Linked DNA regions of Mus musculus: region 1 is linked to region 2. Evidence: chromatin contacts called from public Hi-C data. All regions are on one chromosome and are shown on one strand. The core of a region is the stretch at or near the end of the contact, and the rest is flanking DNA. Distances in the headings are between cores, read along the strand shown. Region 1 overlaps Opcml (opioid binding protein/cell adhesion molecule-like). Region 2 has its middle 120 kb from the start of Gm39314.

Evidence for each region. Hi-C and Micro-C count contacts between places; a contact is called where the count stands out from the background.
Region 1: a contact with region 2 is called in a Hi-C map of the N1E-115 cell line, with 4 times the contacts expected there. The contact joins two enhancer-like sites. A contact is called at or near these places in 2 of 484 Hi-C or Micro-C datasets (3T3-L1-derived adipocytes and the N1E-115 cell line).

What each region holds. Positions count from the first base shown.
Region 1 is chr9:28,196,691-28,200,002 of GRCm38.p6, reverse strand. The region is part of intron 1 of Opcml (opioid binding protein/cell adhesion molecule-like); the gene reads right to left. Among named protein-coding and RNA genes, the nearest start is that of Gm39313, 200 kb to the left of the region's middle. Within about 2 kb of position 1,977, at least 12 of the 459 cell types and tissues checked have an H3K27ac peak or open chromatin away from gene starts, as enhancers often do. A contact at or near this core is called in the N1E-115 cell line, where this site is marked.
Region 2 is chr9:27,671,201-27,675,078 of GRCm38.p6, reverse strand. No RefSeq gene overlaps it. Among named protein-coding and RNA genes, the nearest start is that of Gm39314, 120 kb to the left of the region's middle. Within about 2 kb of position 1,913, at least 2 of the 459 cell types and tissues checked have an H3K27ac peak or open chromatin away from gene starts, as enhancers often do. A contact at or near this core is called in the N1E-115 cell line, where this site is marked.

The sequences.
Region 1 (3,312 bases), core at 728-3,227, 520 kb before region 2:
AAGAGTCTCAGGTAGACACCCAGTGCATGGTCTATGGATATTTTCTCGATAGCGGCGATTTTCTAAGAGTATAACACATTCATGTATGTGACACAACTTATCAAAATGTATGCTGGTAGTATGAGCAAATTCTTATGGTCCAGTCATACACCCCAATAAAACCGCCAAAAGAACAACAGAAACCTTAGCACCTCAGTGGGCTGTGCATTGGGTTAAATACATGGGTTGGGAAAAGATCAAGTTCACAGGAATATTTGGGAGCCCCAGGTACAGTGATGGATGGTAGGAGGGTGCCTTCAAACCCAGCAGGGCATTTTCTGCATTTGAGGAACTCTGAGAGAACTTAGAAGAGAAGTTAAAAGTCAGAAGGCACATTCCGGGTCAGGAGGATAACCACTTACAGATTAAATCCTTGCCAAGAAAGCTCTACTCAGAGCCCAGAAAACAAGTTCTCCGGATGCTATGTAATGAGGATCAGGGCGTATGATCCAAAGCCCTGACATCACCCTTCATGTCCCTGCCCGGCTCCTGGAAGTGGTAGCAGGAGTCCGCTGGAAGCAGTGTCCTGGCTGCAATCAGACATAATTGCCTTCTAAGTCGGATCTCTTTCATTCCTCCCACTTTCAGCCAGGAAATGCTCACTTGGATGCTTTGTTTTCATCCTCTGCGTCCTTATTGTCAGCTGCTGGCCATATCTGTTTGTCTCCCTCCTCTGTCCTCCTGTGTCACATAGCCCTCTCCTCAGAATCTCTTTTGCTGGTCCTCTTGACTTTCAGGGATCAGAGCACGTATTCAAAGTTTCTTCCTATGACCCGTGGAAACAGGGTCATCATCTGCTGCCTCCTGTGACATATAGGGGCTCACTTGTTTCCCCATGAGGGTCAACTGTGGAGCAAACCCATTTCTCTTCCCAACATTGGACTCAAAATAACAACTCCTTCTGGAATTGGGGGAGAGTTAAAAAAAAAACATAGGTGACATGAAAACAGGAAGGAAACTTTGGGGGTGCTTACAAAGGGGGACCAAGGGGCAGGGCATAATGAAAGATGACAGGGAAGGAAAATCTACTTAAGTTCACTTTATTCAAAAAATTCCCATTATGATGTCTATTACCCTGTAGGCTAATGAAAAGTAGAACAAAACAAAAGTCAACTTCTGCTTACATGTGACTTTTTAAAGACCTACCATCCCTTTGTCAGCTTCCCGAGGCTTTGTGTCACCGGTCCTGGTCCATCTGCAAGGTCCCTGTCCTCAAAGAGAGTGCCACTTGGTTTTACAACAAACTCCAGCAAAGCAGAATTCATTGAGTAAGAAAGAGAGAAGAAAAGCCTAGGTTGCAAGGATTTTATACATCAATAAGGCATATGTATGAAGCTGTTCAAATTGTTAATGGTTCACTGTGAAACACCCAATACCACCTGGGACAAAGCACCTTACTAACCATTAATGAATAGGCACACACAGAATGTGAGATAGTTCGCCAGCTCCTTTCACTGCCTTTGATAACACAGGCCCCAGATTCATCCCTGCTGTATAATGAAAACCTCAGCCTGAATTGTATCAATGCAAATCACAGGAGCTGCCTGCAAGCTTGTGTATTATAACTTATCTGTGGGGCCAATAAAAAGATATGCCATTATCAGTCTTGTCCACTTAACTATTAATAAGGTTCCCTCGGCCCTTTCATCCCACCGCTCTCTCCAGCTCCCACTGCTAGCACCGGGGCCTGCTTGCCTTCCCCACTGGCAGGCTCAACCAAGGAGAGTGGAGTGCCTTAAGTGTTGCAAAATGCAATGCATGAAAAGGAAAATAACTTGAGCGTTCTTCAGGAACACTCAGGTTTTCATTCCAAAGCCTGGAGATTCCCAGGACTGAGATGCCCCCTCCCCCATCTGAACTACAACATCTTTTCAAGTGCTGCAGAGGGGTTTCCCAACGGATGGGGTGTCTTCAACCTCTGTTCTTGTCCTTTGGAGCACTGAAGGCAGGAGGAGGATGGGGGCCAGAGACCACAGATGACTTGGGAGGCTGGCTCTGGGCCTTCGCTTCCAGCTGTGACACTTGCATCAGGATGTGCTTCCTCCCTGTTCTCTGCCTTCTTTGCTGTTCTACAAAGTCCTGTGCAATCCTCACCTAGCCATACCCAAGTGAGCTGAAATAGTACCCTGCGGCAACCACCAGGTGGCTGTCTTTTCTCTCAACCCAGCACCCTTGGGCTGCAGGAGAAAGCAGAGCCCTGAGAGCCAGGCTCCATAGAGAAGACCAGCAAGGTCCTTTGGCACTCTGGTTTATGTGTAATTATTGTCACTTCCCTCTGCTGGTATTTTCTTGAGCATTTTTCCCCGCTTCCCAGATTCTTCTTCTCTTCATCCTGACTGTTTTTCTACTGGGCATTTTATCCAAATTTACAGATGTAGTCACTAAAAGGAAATCTCTGAAAGAAAGAATCTGACTGGCATTTTTTCTTATGTGTCCATCTACCTTACTGTGTCTGATACTCAATTCAGGTTAATTAACGTCATGCTGAACTCCCATTTGGTGATGCTTGCATGTCTATATTGTTTCTTGTGACCTTCACAACATAATTCCTAACAATAAATAACACCTGAAGTGCTATTTACCCCCACTTATTACAGAAGCCTGGGAGACAGGCAGAATGGCGTCCTGATTACCGTGTGGTTAGCTGAATAACTGCCAAGACTTGACCAGAACAAGCTGGCTTCCATTGTGTCCTGTTCCCCTTTAGTGATGTCATTTCTCTGTGCAAGGGCAGGCACAGGAGCTGCTCCTTCCTTTCCTCCACAGCTTGTCACTTATTTCTTTAAACTGTTATTACAGATGGAGCCCTGCTTTTGAGTCAGGATCCCCTCTGATAGCAACACCAGCTAAACCTGTCCCCATCCCATCAGATGTTCCATATGGCTGACCAATAATCAACCATGAATATTTATAACATTTCAGAAAGCACCTCCACCTGCAATGCTCTGTAGAAGTCTGTGATAATTTAGAGTACAGGATGAAATTTCTCAAGTGCAGACTGGGCTGAGGCTGGGCGACACCAATGCCGCAGTGGGTACAGTGTGTCCATGCCCAGGATTGCTAAGGCATGGCTTTTCTTCTAATTGGGTATCCTTCTCCCACACATGGCCTTTGCAAACAGAAACACCAAAAGTAGTTTCCTTTGTTTTAGTTAGCAAAACACATGAAGAGTAAGTTGCTTAGACACACAAGAAGAGAGCAGAATGCAATCCAACAAGTTGGAGAGTTGCCATAGGCAACAGCTGCAAGCCTCCACTGAGAGGGGAAAAAGCA
Region 2 (3,878 bases), core at 664-3,163:
GAAATTATACAGACATCATCTCACTAAGGGGATAACTGTTCTTAGTGTCTCTTCTGTGTGTCTTTAAGACAGTCGTTCTCAATCCTAATGCTACAACCCCTTAATACAGTTCCTCATGCCATGGTGACCCTCAACCATAAAATTATTTCATTGCTACTTCATAACTCTAATTTTGCTACAGTTATGAATTGTAATATAAATATCTAATAGGTCACACACACACACCCCCATGGGGTTGTGACCCACAGAGTGAGAACCCCTGCTTTAGCAGACTGCTTTCCTGAGTCCTTCCATCCAGATGACTCAGCCCTAGCAGGATTAACTCTTAAGAGAAAAGACAATAGTAAGCAATGCCTCAGAAGTTCCAAGTGTTACCTCTTCACCCAGCAGCAGAGGTAGAACTCGGATTCTATTTTGACCAGGAGCTTTCCTTAACAAAGCTCTGTTCCTGCTGCCACTTTTTCATAGGGGTTTTTCAATCTTGGGGGCAGTTGTGACGCTTCCCTTCCTAGTATTTCCAAAAAATGGGACCCAAAGCCAATTATAAGAGAGGAGTCCATCTCCAATGTCCCCAATGCCTGATAATGCCTGTCTAGCTGCTTAACACGTGATGAAAATAAATAGGATCCTGTGAAAATGATAAAATGGCCAACTGCCTTCTACCTTACCTGAGGGAGAATACACTAAGCTCCTTTACTGAAGAAAAATTCTACAAAGAAAAGGGCTCTTGTTATCCCCCTTTTAAGTACTTGGGTGGGAGCATGGGAGGAAGTAGATTTACTACAACAGCCCTGAGGGGCACAGCCCGGTCACAAATCTGTATTTCAAGGATTCAGAGTACAAAGGCCTTTGGGGGACATAGAAGAGTGACACTGAGATAAGGAGCAGAAAATGCCCATGCTGGGTGGGGTCTCTCTGGAGCTCTGCCTCCCCTGCTAAATGGTCTAAACCTTGACCTCTCGGCAGCATCTACATTTTCTTTTTAGACATCACCATTCTGTAAGTCAAGTCATGTAAGCAAAGGAGGGAGGGGGCAGATGCAAAGGATGCTGTGAGAAAGGGATAAAGATGGAGAGGACAGGCAAAGACTAATGTTCAGTTCATCAGCCCACATCCTGATTCTCCTACTGCCAAATAACCAACATTATAAGTTTGTTCTTCTGGCTGATGGGTAAACATATCTACCCTTGGGGCACAATTGTTCTCTATGCCCCCACCATCTGGCCAACTGGGAACAACCTTCCTCAGGCATTATAATAGGGGAGTGGCATTTAATTCAGCCCTTGGCCTTTGGGGACCACATGCCTTCCACTGCCTCCCACAGAGCTACCTTGCTAACCCAAGTCAGAAAAGAGAGAAAATTACCCAAGAGCTTCTCTTTACATATATTTAGTGCCTGCTAAGAAAGAAGCCACTGGGGGGCACTTTGGTAAATGGGGCTTCCTAGGTCTGTCGTTAGCAATTGAAGGAACCATCCATTCTAAAGCCCACTCTGTTGCCATAACTCACAGGTCTCCCTAATTCAGATGGGTTGGGGATGCTGAAGTCTGGAAATAAGCTTTCCCCACCACTGCACCTCACTCAGCTCTCAGCCTTACATCATTTCCAAAGCATTAAGCACCCTGCAACTGGAGAATCACGCCACTGGCTACATCTGTAACACCTGACATCATTTAGAAGACACTGCAAGGGCAAAAGAGCTCCCTTTGACCAGAGACATAAATAATGCTGAAGAAAAAAATTAAGTTAAAAGGCTTTTCTTACCCTAAATGGATTTGCAGGATGTGGCTTCCCAGCCAGGCTATGAAACACCACAAGGAAGTGTTTCAGAGTGCCAAGGAGATAACTTTGAGCAAGTAGCATTCAGCTATGAGATGCTGCTCCCAAGAATAGAAGACATGATAAACTATCGACTACACAGTCACTTTTGACCTACTGAGAATGTGTGGCACTAGTGAGCCTCTAGGTGCTCACAGTGTATGCAAGTGGGATCTGCTTCTGGGCTCAGTCCAAAAAGGAAAGCCCCTGGTTTGCAGAGCTATCCACTAAGATCTTGGGAAGCCACACAGGACTAACTTCTGCCAAGAGACTCCCAACATGCTCCTCCATATCACCACTATTTGGCAGGATTGAAAAGACTATGCAAACAATCTGCTTTGTCTTCCCAAACTAAGCATCCACACTGGGACAGGGAATGGTAAACCAAGTGTCACAGCCTCTTCTAATGCACCAGAACTGTTACCAGGCCCTTGGCAATAAGAGGGATCCCTGTCCCACATTATTTCTGGCCTTAATCGGAGTAGCACTGACAAAGTACACTCTATGACAATTTCCCAAAGGTCTTCAAGTCCACCACCTGACGCTGCTTGGGCTAGGCATTCTAAAGGGAATAGGTGCTGATCTAGGGCTACATATAAGCTTCTTAACCCATACCCTAAACTAGCCTGAGATGTAACCAGCGATCATTAAGGAAGAATGACAGTATATCATAATATCATCTATTGAAAACTCTCTTAAGTGGGGTAATCAGAGCTGGAATTGTGCCAAGCTGGTTCTGGAGGGGCCTTGCACCCTTACAGATACTCCAGAGCCATTTGTTTGATACGCAAGAAGGATATTTCCTGAGAGCATAGCGAATCAATGACAGGGGCCTGTACTATGGAAACATTGAGGTAGTATTGATTTGTTCACTGTCTAGCCAGAGCCGGCACACAGTAGATGCTGCTGCTATGGCCCAAAAAACTTGCTTAGTCCTGCACAGAGTGAAGAGAACATGACTGTCTCAGCCACTGAGGGAATACAAGCACACAGAGGACTAGACAAAGCAGTATTTATACCTCTATATATACAAAAGCAAGGTGCTCGACACAGAACTCATGAGAAACAATAAAGTGTTGCCTGTAGCCATCTAATAATTAAACGCTTGATACACCTAACTAGACATTGAGAGTGAAACAATAGTCAGTATAATACAGTCTTTATCCTAAAAATCCAGAGTCTCTGATGCACATGATTGCTTACTGAGATCACCCCACCTTGTAGTAAACAGCAAGGTGGGAGCTATGAGACCATGGAGAGGGCACATGGTCCAGGCTGGAAGAGACTGGGGGAAGCTTTCCAGGGGATTTATGGTACGGCATGTAAACTAAACGCAAGTAAGAAGAATTTATGCAAGAAAAAGGAAGGAAGGGAGAAAAGAAGGAAGGAGGGAGGAAGGGAGGGAGAAGGAGGGAAGGGAGGGAGGAAGGGAAGAAGCAGGAAACCAAAGATGTTCTAGAAGTGACTTAAGAAAGAATGCAAATATTTTGGTCTGAACATTCAGATGGACTTTAATCATGGATTCTTGGCAAAAAGGCCAGACTTGAGAATAGTAAGAATCCACAGAAAATTTTCAAACACGCAACAAAATAGTCCAGCTTGCTTGCTTGTTTGCTTGCTTGCTTGCTTCCTTCCTTCCTGCCTTCTTTCCTTCCTTTCTTCCTTCCTTCTTTCTTTCCTTATTTATTTATAGATCTTCTAAATATAGCCAGAAAAGTACAAAATGTGCCAAAGAGGAGGCAGAGCTTCCCGTTAGCATATTGCTAGAATAATTCAGGTGGAAGTTGATAATGCCTAGAACTTCATACCTATCTCTATAAATTTTGACATTTCTAATTCAATTGTTTTTTAAAAACTGCAAAGTGATAGCTGAAACAGGGCACAGAGAGTGTATGTAGGGCTAAAGCAATAAAGGATCTATAGCAGAAACAGTGCCAAACCTGGTCACTGATTAAATATGGAAGTGGACACCCAGGAAGTGACTCAAAGGAAGTGGACACCCAGGAAATTCAGGCTGGAACCAAGAATGATGATAGAACAGGAAAGGGCCAGTGGCGGAC